Regions from separate parts of the Drosophila melanogaster genome. Here region 2 is linked to region 1. A link is a contact called in public Hi-C data. All regions are on one chromosome and are shown on one strand. The core of a region is the stretch at or near the end of the contact, and the rest is flanking DNA. Distances in the headings are between cores, read along the strand shown.

Region 1 (2,796 bases), core at 217-2,716:
ATTAACAATACCGAAGGAAAACTGAACCGCAGAGAATGGGCGGCTTTAACTGGGGGCGGCAGCATGGGCGGTTCAAAAAGGGGGCGGAGCATGGTGATGTGGATGGGAAGGGCATGGGGATGCCGGAGACACAGAGACCATTGTTTTCTTACTTCCGCTGACTTCAAGAGCAATTCACAGTAGTTTGTCATTCTGTCTGGCACTGAGGTCAGTTCAGGTTGAGGCAATTAAGAGATATAAGAAAGTGTGTTGGCTTGTGGTGGGGTCATTGGATTTCCATATACTGCAGGTGTAACGGTATCCATTTACCGTGCATACTAAGTGCTGCACGTCGCACAAAATCACACAAATTGGTCAATTGAAAATGTATAAGAATATAAAAGCCAATTTATTGACTCTCATTGGTCAATATTCAAGTCATTGAAAATATTTACGGCCAATTGTTAAAGTGTGTGTGTCCTAAAACGTAAATTCACAGAAAATTATAACTTACCAGTTAGAGATATGTATCTGAATATGGGTATTATAATTTATTCAAATATAATGGAATAATATAGAATAGATAAGACAAGAAGAGCAGCATCTGCGCTTAAAATTGTGCAAATCGATTTGCAATTTATTTTTCTAAATATTCATTTATATAGGTTTTGTGCCGTGTGTAAAAAACCCATAATACCTTTGACAAATATTTCCATTTAGTGCAGTTGAACCTTACTCAATTTCAACTAATCTTTGGCCTGGATATCCCGGATTCCATTTACCCTGTCCACACCGAAATCCAACCCTTCAGCCGTCATTTGCCTTTAAATGAGCTTTCGGTTACAGTTTTGGCAATTGCCTGGGGGGGCGGAATGTTCTCATCATCGCCCTGCTCCTGATCACTGGACATATGCTAGGACTTCTAATATTGTTATCTGCTCTTATTACAAACACACGCAAACCCAAAAGGCACACATGCAGAGACTCACACACACACACACACACACACACACACACACACATGTGCGAAACAACACCTTGATGTGAACTTTGACCGTTTTGGTAACTCATTTAGTTAGATTATTTACGGTAATCCAAGACGCCAGCCACAAGCCAACCGCCAACTTAACTGCAGACACTCTATGTTGGCCTGGATGGCTCCTTTATTTCCCCGTCGTCCCCACCACCATCATCCTTCGGGTAAACTATCCACATTCTTGCACAGGTATGAGTATCTACTACGGGCTAAATACATGCAAGTTGTTTTGCTAAATTGTGCGTAAGCTCTGGAGCAGCAGCAACAAGGATCTTCGACAAAGTTTCTCAAGCTCTGCCATGCCAATTCAAATAACACTTTTATTTCGCTCTCGAATGCCCCCCGCTTCTTTTGGCCCTGTTTGGTACGTGTCTGCGGTGTTTGTATGTGTTACATGATTGCCACGCCCCCTTTTCCTTGCGCTCACCTGTCGCACCTGGCCCCTTCCCCTGTGCCCTTTTTTTCCGGACTAGCATCGCACAGCATCATCCTTGGCTGCTGGCAGCTTGTGTGCGTGCGCTCATTAGCATTCTGAAACGGCTTTATAAAATTCAACAAGCAACCCAAGTTGCATGTTCTCCGGGTGAGGGGTGGGGGGTGGTGCGGCGTTTGGTGGCAGCGGAATACACACCAACCACCACCCACCGCCCACAAGGCAACCCCGCCACAAAACCCTCTTTTCTTGTCGGAGGCTGCATGTCTCTGCTTTTGCCCTTGTTGTTGCCTAGTTTCTCCTTCGTTGTCTAAGTTCACACACGGCAATAAATCGAGGAATCTCTAAATTATATTCTAAATTAAGCAATAATCAATCATTAGTCTAATAGCAAAGTAAATTGTTAACGAAAGTAAAGAACACTTTTATTTTTGTTTCGTAATTTTCAGAAATATATTCATTAATATTCCTACATTAACGACATAAAGAAAATAATTTTTGAAACAAATCCCAGTTTGAATCTCTCCTTTTTCTCTGTGCACTTCTGCGTGTGTGTGTGTGTATGTTGCCATTGTTGTTGCCTGCACACATTCTGTTGTTATCCTGAGCGCTCCACCATTCTGGCTCTATTGCTGTCCCGCTCTGCGGCTATCGCTGACTCTGTCTGTCATGCGGATGCCGGTCTGCCTCGAGTTGCATAAATTGAATCTGAATTTGTGAGTAAATTGCACACAGGAGACACATTATTTTTGAGTTTTGCCTTTTAAATTTGTGGCTTTTCACTTTGAACTCCCCTGCCAGCACCGTCGCCCGTATCGTCACCCCTGAAATTGCAACAATCTCTGTCCTCAACTTTGTGGCACTCGGCCTCCTCCTGCTTTTGTTCTGCAATTTTGTGTGACCCACTTGAACATTGGATTGAAGTTACGCCTACCGAAGCCACTCCAAGTTTGCCATCCCCCCCCAAATCACCCATTTAAATCAATATTAATAGGTGCAGGCCTCTTTTTCGCAAATTGCACATTGCACAAATTGTTCGTCTATAAATACGATAAAATGTTTATTTAATATGTACCAGACCGTGCCAGCTGTACGAGAATCCAGAAAGCCAATACCAGTACAACAAGCACACAAATAATGACTTATCCATGGCACGTAGATGGGGAGATGGGTGGCAGATGGGTGGCAGCTGGGTGGCAGTGGGAAAGTGGGGAAAATCAAAGACACAACAGGCCGGGCAATCCTTTTCCATATGCAAATTGTTTTTATAAATTTGCAACAAGCCATTGTTTGTTGGCATCGTTGTTGAATAGCAATTTCTATGGCAAAACACCGATGCGATGTGGCC
Region 2 (2,796 bases), core at 143-2,642, 55 kb before region 1:
TACCACCCACCACCCAATTCCCGCTTTGTCGCTGCTCACATAATTTGTCATGTGAAAAATTACTAAAGTTACAAGATCTGCACTTTTATTTCCATGTAAGCGGCAAGTCCACGCAGTGAAGATGATGATGATGGAGATGGTGATGGGGATGCACTGAGAAAAATTGCACACCTAATGTTAAGTTCTAAGACTTGGAATTATTAAAACAATTAGTTCGGAATATCATCGCCATCATTTCCAGCCGCTTTTAAATATATATAATATATTTTATATATAAAATAGTCTTAAAATTTCTTGCTTTGAAATCTTTACCCTTTTTCGACTTCTGTTGTTGTGTGAATTTGTTCCCAGTGTAGGTTGGGAATGGGAGTTTTAGGGGAGTTGTAAGCCGAACAAGAGGCGTGCGTGTGACAAGGAGAGGGGCTTGGCGAAAGGGAGGGGTGGCGGGGAGAATAAAAGATGAGCAGGGGTAGCTGTTTTGCTATTTTCCTTTTTTCGTTACTATTTTGCACATTTTTCTATTCAACAATGAAGCCACAATAGAAAACGTCAACTAGTGCACAGAGAGAAAAGATGATGGGATAAAAAAAACCCATGAAGGGGGGGGGGCGGTGGTGGGGGCTAAGGAAAGGCAGACAGAGATAGCATTATATGCAAATGTAATGCAGAAGCGAGAGGGCAACACTTGATGTGCATACAAAGTCTGAACGGATTTTGAATGGCAAACAAGCGGCAAAGCGAACGGCAACTGCGACTGTAACTGCAGCAGCGGCAGCGGCAGAGCCACCAGCGGGCGCCAAGTATAAAGCCCAGCCCAGGGTAAAGCCAAACCGAGCTAGCCAAACCAAGCCGGTCCGGGTCCGGGTCCGGAATATGGGAAATGGGAAATGTCAGGGTACGGATCTCCAGCCGAACAACTACACTGCAAGCCATGGGAAATAATAAATATAAGATTAAGCCAAAAAATACTCAATAAAAGTTAATTAGCCTTGCTTGAAACTAAAACTTTACCTTAATCATAATTGAAATACCACCTAAAATATTTTAAAAGGGATTATTTGTATAACCTATAACCGCCAGTTTTAAAGACAGCAAATATTCAATTGATAAACAACCTTACTTATTAATAGGTAATTTAGTTGTCAGGAGCGACATTATGATTTCAATATTCTCTTCATATCTAGATACACATTTTATTTGTTTATTTATTTATTTTAATTATTTATTGATCCCTTTTTTCTCGCAATGTATCTTTCAATACCTCAGCCAGCGCCAATGATGCGTTTTAGACATGATGTTTGATGACGCTTTTTCGCCCAGTGTGTGACTGGGACAGACCGTGAATGGGCGCTGACGACTTGCGCATGAATGGCCCAAGTGTGCTGGCTGCGGGGAGGTGGGACCATAAGGGGGATTTTCAGGGGGATACATGGACTTGGACAGGGGGCTTTGTTGGGGAGCGAGCGGATAGACAGGCGAAGGCCTATAGAAAAGTGACGTGCGCTTTACAATTATTTCGTAATGCAAGCAAATGTGACCGAGCCGAGCAGACCAGAGAACGAAGCGCCAATAGAAGCTCAGTACACTCAAAAAAGGGGGAATGCAATAAACTGGGCTGCCTTTTGATTGATTAGACTTTGAAGTGCATTAATCATACATTGTTAAATGAATTTTCATCTGAATACGAATAAGTGTGGAACATATTACTTAGGCTGATTGAAAAGTTCTGTAGATGAGGATTTTAGCATTTGTAAGCTAAGATATAGCAATAAGAATTGAATTGCAGAAAAGTGCATATTATATAAATATGAATGTCAACGTTTCCTTAATCAATTAATCTTACAGATACATATATCTACAGAAATAACATAAGTGTTTAATGACAAGCATTTGTGAAGTTAAATGTTAAAATTAGCTCTGGTTTTTCTGTAGTTTGAAGAATTAACAATCATGATACACTGCCAGAAATTCGGGATTTAAAGCACTAATTCCTAGACAATCTGCTTCAAAAACGCATAATCCTTCAAGGATATGCACACAGACTTATTTCTGAGAGTGCAGACTAGAGTTACATCTTAGGCTCAGGCAGCGGGTGACAAATGCCAGTCGGTGGTTGCTCTACTAATCGGACATGTTGCGTTGACTTGTTTATGACTCTGGGCTTAGCAGCCGCATACTAAACCACGCAACCACTCAGCCACCCAAACACCCGGCCACCCACCCACCACCCAGCAAGAATGAATTGTCTGAGGGGGCGAACTTGTGGGAAATCTGTAAATAGCTGCGAAAACTGCATAAGCCGGGTGGAGGAAGCCCAAAGCCTGGGGATCTGAATAGACAAAGGCAAATGTCATCAAAGTTGGCACCCGCGGGAAACTGAATGCCAGGCCCGAGGAAAATAAAACAATTGACGAGGGACATCACTGCGTATGCGTAATCTTGTGCAATTTGTTCAGTTGAACTCTTTAAAATGCTTTCAGCGTTGACTTTGACACTTTCCCAGCCCTTACCTCTCCCCTTTCCCCCTCCATCACACGATGGTTTTCCATTTCGGCATTTCCATCGTGTTTTTCTATTTTTTTGTTTTTTCGCAATTACGCGTTGCACACAGCTGGACACAGCCAATGCAAAATCAGAGCCTCAGTGCACAGACTCAGATTTGCAGTGTGGGACAAGGTCGCATTTATTTGGTGCACTTGCAATTGGCCAGAGGTGTGGTTTCGCGAGGGGGTGGTTGGGGGGGTTTTGACACGCTGCGACCGAAGGTCACCTGCAGTGCGCCCCATGCCCATAGAC

What was found. Hi-C and Micro-C count contacts between places; a contact is called where the count stands out from the background.
Region 2: a Hi-C map of the S2 cell line shows a contact between it and region 1, with 2.0 times the contacts expected there. A contact is called at or near these places in 13 of 107 Hi-C or Micro-C datasets (the Clone 8 cell line, the Kc167 cell line, the OSC cell line and 6 more).

What each region holds. Positions count from the first base shown.
Region 1 is chr3L:17,169,146-17,171,941 of dm6, reverse strand. All of the region lies in intron 4 of Rbp6 (RNA-binding protein 6), which reads left to right. Among named protein-coding and RNA genes, the nearest start is that of Rbp6, 68 kb to the left of the region's middle.
Region 2 is chr3L:17,223,982-17,226,777 of dm6, reverse strand. The region is part of intron 2 of Rbp6 (RNA-binding protein 6); the gene reads left to right. Among named protein-coding and RNA genes, the nearest start is that of Rbp6, 13 kb to the left of the region's middle.